3 separate regions of the Danio rerio genome follow, and all the other regions are linked to region 2. The links are chromatin contacts, called in public HiChIP or PLAC-seq maps. All regions are on one chromosome and are shown on one strand. Each heading gives the region's core, a stretch centred on a gene start, on an enhancer-like site or on the middle of the called end of the contact. The rest is flanking DNA. Distances are from core to core; before and after follow the strand shown.

Evidence for each region. HiChIP or PLAC-seq counts read pairs in DNA pulled down with a chosen protein or histone mark.
Region 1: a contact with region 2 is called in an H3K4me3 HiChIP or PLAC-seq map of gastrula embryo, with 5 times the contacts expected there. The contact joins the promoter of rnf11b here to the promoter of dmrta2 in region 2. A contact is called at or near these places in 2 of 4 datasets of contacts at active chromatin or transcription factors (embryo and gastrula embryo).
Region 3: an H3K4me3 HiChIP or PLAC-seq map of gastrula embryo shows a contact between it and region 2, with 4 times the contacts expected there. The contact joins the promoter of cdkn2c here to the promoter of dmrta2 in region 2. A contact is called at or near these places in 2 of 4 datasets of contacts at active chromatin or transcription factors (embryo and gastrula embryo).

The regions. Positions count from the first base shown.
Region 1 is chr8:18,243,027-18,246,023 of GRCz12tu, reverse strand. It overlaps rnf11b (ring finger protein 11b), which reads left to right and starts at 1,616. Exons shown (of 3, transcript NM_001128408.1): 1 at 1,616-2,166. The coding sequence starts at 2,044.
Region 2 is chr8:18,032,272-18,035,393 of GRCz12tu, reverse strand. It overlaps dmrta2 (DMRT-like family A2), which reads left to right and starts at 1,849. Exons shown (of 2, transcript NM_001007064.2): 1 at 1,849-2,336; 2 at 2,767-3,122. The coding sequence starts at 1,871.
Region 3 is chr8:18,186,131-18,189,013 of GRCz12tu, reverse strand. It overlaps cdkn2c (cyclin-dependent kinase inhibitor 2C (p18, inhibits CDK4)), which reads right to left and starts at 1,341. Exons shown (of 3, transcript NM_001199994.1): 1 at 1,215-1,341; 2 at 198-840. The coding sequence starts at 329. It overlaps faf1 (Fas (TNFRSF6) associated factor 1), which reads left to right and starts at 2,724. Exons shown (of 19, transcript NM_212973.2): 1 at 2,724-2,883.

The DNA of each region.
Region 1 (2,997 bases), core at 367-2,866, 210 kb before region 2:
TACTGGGTTGTGGCTGGAAGGCCATCCGCTGTGTAAAACATATGCCGGAATAGTTGGCGGTTCATTTGGCTGTGGCGACTGCTGATAAATAAGTGACAAAGCCAAAGTAAAATTAACAAATGAATGATCTTTAAATACTATTGATTTTTAGTACTTTGTTGATGATGAATAAAAATTAATTATACATGTTTCCACAAACCTTAAATCCAGTAATAAAATAACATTTTTGTTGTAGTTTTAATTAGAGTAAAAACAAAGTCTCATCTTTCAAATGATTTTACTATTTTTGTCTTTTTTTTTTTTTGCCAAATATGTGAGAACATGCAAACTCAACACAGAAATGCCAACTGACTTTCTTTTTTGAGCTTTAAGGGGGCTTTTTTAAAGAGTTTACCCAGAAATTAGTTAAAGAGTTATAGTCTTGACAGTAATTAGTCGCTTTCAATTTGATAAAGTGTCAACTAAAAATAGTACCATTCAGAGTGAAATAAAATGTTATAAAACATCTATATCCACCAATTATTCTTATTCCTCTGAAGTTAAAACATTGGAATGGTATTGTCTAAATAAAATATATAAACACATACAGTTAAAGTCAGAATTTAGATTTTTTTTTCTTTTTTTAAATTTTTCTGAAATTATGTTTAACAGAGCAAGTAGATTTTAACAGTATGTCTGATAATATTTTTTCTTCTGGTAAAAATCTTATTTGTTTTATTTAGACTAGAATAAAAGCAGTTTTTAGTTTTTTAAAAACCATTTTAAGGTCATAATTACTGGCCCTTTTAAGCTATTTTTTTTTTTTGATAGTCTACAGAACAAACCATCGTTATACAATAACTTGCCTAATTAACCTATCCTGCCTAGTTAACCTAATTAACCTAGTTAAGCCTTTAAATGTCACTTTAATCTGAATACTAGTTTCTTGAAAAATATCTAGTAAAACATTATTTACGGTCATCATTATACTGTCATGTTATTAAAGATAAGTTATTAAAACTATCGTGTTTAGAAATGTTGAAAAAAACTCTGATAAACAGAAATTGGGGGAAAATATACATAAGGGGGCTAGTAATTCTGACATGGCATATCTGTAATTTTGAACGATTGTCATTGTATGCTCTGAATGACAACATGTTTATTTTACATTTAAGAAATTTCAGTAAAAATCACTGAAACAATCAGTAGCTAGCAGGAAAAAAAAACGGAAACTGAGAAATACGAATTCCCATATGGTATTTAAACAAGAAAAGCAATGAAGATATGAAAGACGACCCCTTTTTCTCCGGATTAACTTGGATGGATTTTTACCTCCGAATTGCACTTTAATCATCATGACATCGATTTGGTTATAATGTAGTAGTCACTCAGTTTAGTTATTCCTCCAATCTGTTCTTCAGGGGAAAGGGGAAAGTCGTGCGTTTTATTTTTCAAACTGACAATTTTACAATTGAAGTGAACTATGCCTTTAAATCGGCCTAATGCGGTCAAGTTTAAAGGCTTTAAACCCCTGTTGTTGGTGTTGTAAGTCTGCAATCTAATTGGGTGACGAGTATCCACTAATAGCGCCCTTACTACTGAAGACGCCTACTGATTGGTGGATTCTGTGCGGAGGCGGGACTTAGAATGACTGCCTGAAAGGCAACATTGCCTGAGTCGCCATTGAGAGCGAGCGCATATTTGATATTGTGGAAATTATCTCCTGGAAGGCTAACCAGTGTGTTTACTATTAAGACGAAGAGAAAGGGACAGCATTACATAAAGAGGCTTTAAATCAAAAAGACGTGTTTCACAGGTTTAGACTGTGTGAATTTATACAAACATCGTTTCATATCCGCGTATGACACTTTTTCCAGGCTTCTTTGTGTCGACAATGGTTTGTTTTTCTCCGTCAGGATCTCTCATGGTGATCGGATCGTTGTAAATGAATGATAGAGGGTTTTGTCGTCCTGTTTAAAGGGACAGAAGTCTGGTTGGAGTGATTAAGGGCGGAAGGGATAGGAAGGATTTCAACATTTAGACAACAAGGAGTTTGGAAAGGAGATGGGGAATTGTCTGAAATCTCCCACTTCGGATGATATCTCCTTGCTCCACGAATCCCAGTCAGACAGGGCCAGTTTCGGTGACGCCAACGATCCAGATCAGGAACCGCCACCTCCGTATCAGGTAAGCTTATAAAAACCATTAGAATACACAAAGAAACTTTGCTTTTGACTAATATAACGTGCCTTGTGTCCACCCTCCTGCTTCAATCATAACATGAACACTCGCAATTCATAATATCAAGCAAATAGACGTAAATATATCACCAACAGCAAGCTCCCGCAGGAGCTCCATCTGTTTAATTTCGCCCTAGAGTGTGTGCCATACTAAATCCTCTTTGTTCGACGTAAACTTGGCCTGCAGTTCACGTCAGACCATCCAGACAGATGGACAGTCTGTTATTTCATCTTTACTGCCGCCTCCGTGGCGTGTTGATTCACCAGCAGCAGCTTTATTGCGATAAAGGTAACCATTCTGGTTGTGACGATTCTTGTTTGCAGTTGTGACGTCATGTCGATGTTATTCTCCTTGCTCGAGTGTTACACAAACCTTTTAAAATATTCTGTTTTCTTCTCTTCACAGACTGTAAGGGCAAACTATATGTATTTAATTTAAATATTACTAATACTGATGTTGTACACATACACAATGTTACTACCTCACTATATATATATTTTTGCAAACTTCCGGGAAGAGAGCTTAAAAATGCTTATAATATGACAATGGGCTGCTCTACATTGTCCTTTAGTCAGAAGTGTTGGGAAGCCTTGCACTCGGGGATTTCCCCATTTTACGGACATGTGGAATCAGTTGAGGTCTAAGTCATGAGATCATGATATTTTAAAGTGATGTCATGCTTTACAAAACATAGTTCAAATGGAAGAACTGGGTTGGCCAGGGTCTTTTTGTTGGATGAAACAAACCATGTCGAAGCAGATAAACTTGTGTAGCACC
Region 2 (3,122 bases), core at 600-3,099:
AATTGGAAAATACTTCAGAGATAAATTCACCTTTAAGTCTTTTGCGACGTTTACGTTTTACTAGAATAACAGTATAATTATTTAAAACAATGACAGTGTTCAATTGATCCTTAAATAAACAACAATTATCAATTCGCTGATCCTTTATGTAGGCTATTTATGCATATGTAAAACCTTCTGGGTTGTTTCTGTGCTTAAAACATTCATATAAATTGCTCAAAAATACCTGAAGTATTTATGAATCACTACATTTTGAATTATGACATATTTATTTGCATTTTAGTACAAACAGACATATCAAAGCTTTGCAATAATTATTTGAAGCTTTTAAAATGGGCTAAAAATAAAAAAATCCTCGCTTTATATTCTTTTATGAGGTAAACAATATTACATGCGATTGTAAAATAATTGACCAGTAGCCTATTATATGAATAAATTTAAATATATTTTCGTATTTTGCACAAGCCAGAGTTATCAGGAAACAAAACAGAGGGAGAAAAAAAATCAAATATCATCTTAAATTTGTTCGAAACTAATGAATACGACTAGACTTTAAATCAAGCCAGCAAGAACAACGCTTAAAATAAATAGCCTACAATGCCAAGTAGAAAAGTAGTGTTTTAATTACATAAATGTGCGACGAATAATAAAGAGGAACAGAAGTAAAAGTCAAGCCTGGCTAACGCGTTAAACCACGTGCAACTTCTTAATATCATATCGGGCAGTAGCTACATAGCCTATATAAATAACGTTATTTTGATTTATTTTATAAATTAGGCAACTAAATAATTTAAAGTCCTGTTTCTAATAAATGAGAAATTACACACAAGTAACTAAAGTAGTTTAGCTAAGTTCTGAATAAATACAAGCATGCCGTTTTAGACTACGAAACAATGCTGACAAAAAACAATTACAAATACGCAGTAAACAATTACGAAACAAAACGAATATCCCTTAAAGTCTTGCTTAAAACTTACCGTTTATCGACATTGACGTCATTCTACAAGGGACTGGCTCTTCACTACAAAAAAGTCTCGTCTTCCAGTGTTTAAAAAATAACTTGGACTACTTTTAAAGAGAAAATAAATGCGTTTGCTATTCAAATTCTGAAAACCCACGTAAATCACCTTTTAGCAGCTCCTTTGACTAAACGGCTTTTTATAAAGCCAAATTGTCCAACAACGCGTTTAAAGAATCAGCTAGTCGTCTTTAGGATCTATAGCCTGTATTTTTGTAAATAATTTCTTATGATAAAAGTTTTATGTTTTAGCTCTGCGTGATGCTTGTTATTTGAGAAAAGAACGCAGGTGGACACAGTTGAAAAAGAGACAAGCCAATCAGATCGCGCCTTCCCCCTTTGGCCAATGACAGGCGCCACATTGTTGTCAAATTTGTCTAATGAAAACGTGGGCGCAACAATAGATCGAGAGGGATCTGTATCCACTGAAGATCTCTCGAGGAAGTTAGTGTCTCACACTGGCTGCAGCAGCAAACTCTGCTCTCTCACACTGCTGGCCGATCGTTGAGTTTAAAGTTAGTTTCGCATCGCTTTCCATGGATTTTTGTGTTTTAAGATTAACTTTTATTTGTGTTACGCGTAAGTTTAATTTCTAAAATCAGCACTTCGTTCGGGCTGCTTGTGGACTGTGCGCAACAAGTTGAAGATCTCGCTGGAAAGAGGACTTTCATAATAAATTGGTTTCTGCTTTCTTCTTGGACACTGGCAGTCGGGCTGTGTTCTTTAAATGCTGTACTGAAGATATTCACCTTGTATCGATTCTGGTCAATGCTTATGAAACGTCTCCGATCGAAGACTTCGGTTGCGCACGTATTTTAACCTATCGATCCGCTGTTTGTTAATTCGGAGAATATGGATCTTCGTCCAGAGATCCCACCCGCCTCTCAGGCAGGGTCGCAGGTTCATCCAGGCGCTGCTGCTGCGGCGGCCGCTGCCGCCTCCATACCAGTTTCAATGGCAGGTAGCCTGTTAAGGGCCCCACCGCTGTTGCTTCGCGCTACGGAGAAGTATCCAAGGACGCCCAAGTGCGCCCGGTGCAGGAATCACGGCGTGGTATCCGCGCTCAAGGGGCATAAGCGCTACTGCAGATGGAAAGACTGTATGTGTGCCAAATGCACCCTGATCGCGGAGAGACAGCGCGTGATGGCCGCTCAGGTCGCGCTCCGCAGACAGCAGGCGCAGGAGGAGAACGAGGCGAGAGAGCTCCAGCTGCTCTACGGCACAGCAGAGGGTCTGGCCCTTGCCGCTGCCAACGGCATCATACCTCCCCGGCAAAACTATGAGGTCTTCGGCCCAGTTAGCAACGAATCAAACTCTGGTAAGTAGAAACGTTATGATCATATAGCCTATATGGAAATACTTAAAAATAAAGATTTTAGTTGGAAGCAATAATTGTGATCCACCTTTAAGTTTTCCATATTATAACGAAGATAGTATTGTAATAAAAAATATATTTGTACTGGCATTATTTAATGCAACTTGTTACAGAATCCAGTATATGTTGAAAAAAAGAGCACACAATATTCCAGCTTTTTAGAGAGCTAAAGTATCATGTTATAGCCAGTTTAAGAACATAATTCCCTTTAAAGTACCATTGAATATATGTTTTATATAATTGCATATTTAGCATGATGTGTTGTATTCTATGTAATTTGAACTAGTCTATGGAAGTTGAATTTCTAGTTTCACTAGTTTACAAACCCAGAAAATAGTTATGGAAGTTACTGACGTGCACAAATCTATTCCAGGAGAATCAAATATCCAAAAGTTCGAGCTGTTCCCCAAGACACCTTTACCAGGAACGGTGACACCACATCAGGCGGCTGGAAAGTCTGTATCCACCGACACCGAATCCGTTCCTGGCATGTCGTCTCCAGATATGCGCCACGGCTCGGGTTCGGAAAACGGCGACCGAGAGTCTATCGTGAGTTCCCCGATAGCCAAACCACTAAAAGATGGCGAGGAGACGCCAGGCTCAATCAGTCCCATCGGCTCAGACTCCGGCTCCGACACGGATAAAGATGAGCAGGAGCCCTCGCCCTCTTCCGCGGCATCACGACAGATGAACGCCATCGACATCCTAACGAGGGTTTTCCCTAACCAC
Region 3 (2,883 bases), core at 92-2,591, 150 kb before region 2:
TGCGTAGTTGGTTCTCAGGTAAACCTTTTGATTTTTTCAAAAAGCCACCGGTTTGGTCAGAAGTAAATCAACCAGGCCACTGCTATAGTGACTGGAAGAAGGAAAAGAACAAGCTGTTTTCCTGAAGCTGATGCACTATGAATTATAAACATCGTGTTTTTTTATATGAAGGTTGTAGGTGGAGATGTGCGTCTAACCTGCAGTGCTGTCCTGCCATATTTATTCTTCTCGTTAACGTTCACGTTGCTTTGAAGTGTCTGCTCAACTTCCATCAGATCCCCAATCGCAGCTGCAGTGCTCAGCCTGTCTAAAGCAGTGTCCTCGGCCATTATATCCTGACAAAGGAAAGTAGAATATCTCTGATTTTGTTAATAAAAATGTCCGCTGGTGGAGATATGGAAAAAGCACTACAAAGCAGTAGTAAATAGTCCGATCCTCCAGCCCCCCTAAAAAATATCCGTTGGAGATGCGCCAAGGTCCACCCACATTAGGCTAACATCGTCCTACTGAAGCCATCGGAACCAGTGGAGAAAACAGAGATGCGGAGCCATCTCTAATCAAAATAAGAACGATCAAGAACAATTAAACAAAAGAAACATCCTCTTTTCTGCGATCGACGCCCGTGCCCAAAAATGGCATGAATGTACTGTGGTCTTAGTCCAGATACTCGATCTCTCGCATTCAAACAGATTTGCAGTAGTCACATGAAAATGATCGGATCCGAGAGGCAAACTTCCCTTTCATATGTCCTCTGATAATATGCAGGTGCAATGGGCTGAAGAGCTGCGATGCGTTCGTGGTATTCGCAGATGTAGTCATTCCGAGCTTCTTCCACGACCTCTGAAACAGAGAAAGGAGCCTGTTACTTCGCTGAGAAAAAATATATTAAGCATCCAATCAATTTGCAACGACGTGTTGTGAGTTTTTTTGAGAGCTTCCCGCCAATTTTGAACATGAAACGTCAAGAGTCTTCATTGATGTGCACATCAAAGACCGCTGGCACCACGAAAGGCTTCGTACTGATACTAGTCCGGTGTAGCGAACTGGCACGCGTGCAAAACATTACTAACAGTGTTTCGGTATTCGCATTTCAAAACTCTAGGCTTGAATATCTACAAATGTTCCGCCGTAGTGATTCATTAGAGGTGCTTTACACTTCTGTGGAGGTTCAGCCGCTGGTCGAATCATTTGAAATGAAACATTGTATCCAGTACCTGCAGAATGGTTACATCGCTGGCTTCGGTTTATCCTCTTCTGATGGCTCTCGGGAGTTCAATACGCTGTTTATAAGACAGCTGAGTTTGTCAGAGAGTCTGCTGCTGTTTGACATCACTCCTTTTTGAAATAAAGGACCGACACTTCCGCCCATATAGAGGCGGAGCCGCTGGGACTCAACGGTAATGCTGCTGGGACTCAGGGAGAGGCTGATCCTCCTGACCGAAAGAGAGATGCACTTTCTGCTTTCAGTTTTGAATACGCATTCGCCTTTCCCGTGTAATAAAGCCTTTACGACGTTGGTGTTACCAATATAAGTTTCTTCTTTTGAAGTTGAATTAATTCAAGCTCCTCATGTGAAGAAAACACTGTAACAGCACAATGGGTTATATAGTCCTCCGCGTAGTTTGCCTATATTTACATTATGGCGTGTTTATCCATTCACCACACACTATTAAACTTATTATTAAATACATGATTTTAAAATCAGCTGAAGCTATAGAGTTTTTCTGGTGTTTTAGTTTTCTCTCTCATTTTTGAAACAACCACAGCAGATTATGATTTATCTGTTGCTATTTTTAATGCAAGGCTGTTAAATTCACAGTTTATTTATGTTCAATTACCCCAAAAGCTTTAGTAATTTAAATTGTAGTCGATGTTTCTGGCATAGGATTGTCTAGCTGACCTCCTGAAAGCAGTTTGGCTGGAAACGATGGCCTGATGTACTAAATCCCTTCAAGCCCCTCTAAAAACCAGGCAGGACTGCTTATAACTAAGCTGGTGTATGGACCATTTTGAGAGATGTAAACGAAACAATGGTCCCAATATATTTTAATTTCTATAGCCACATATTGATAGATAATTTTGTGATAGATGTTTTAACATGTAGTCATGATTGAATTGCCTCTTGTTACAGTTATGAAATAGTTTGATAACAAGCAGGAAATGTTCATGGGTCACACTGAAATGGTTATTATGCATTTATTTTTGTTGTATTATTTGTAGACAAGGTTGTTGATATCTTGTTGTTTTTCTTTTGTATGTTTACAATAAAATAACGTTTAGGTAATTTAATTGCATTGAACTTTAGGATGCCTTTGCTTAAGATGCTCTGACACATTTAAAACGGCCCCAAACCAATCTAAACCAGCAATGGTGTGATTGAGAACACCAGCAAGCACACATTTATATCCCTGGCATAGATTACACCAATGAAAACTGTTCGTTCATCAGAATGTACATACAAATTTAGTCTAAACAAGTGATTTATTAAGAGTTTGGTCTTGCCTATCTTCTTGTTTACAAAATAAAAAAAGTTATTTTAGGTGGTTGCACAGTGTAAACAGAACTTGTTACAGCTAAAACAACAATTCGGATGACTATGTAACACGGAAAAACATATATCTTAAAAGCTTTCTATTTTAAAATGGCTTATGCTAGCCAAACCAATCACTTGCAAATATCAGCCCATTCAAACTCAACGGCGGCCCTACGCAGTCCTTTTCCAACGATGTTTGTGTGGCGCCACCTCCGCGACAGTTTGCAGCACTTCTTTACGGCAGCCGTAAGATGAATTTGAACGCGATCTAGAACAGCAAAGTGACGATAACAGAAAACCTGAAAGCCGACAAACACTGACAACACGGCCCCGAAGAGCAGCATTCGCAC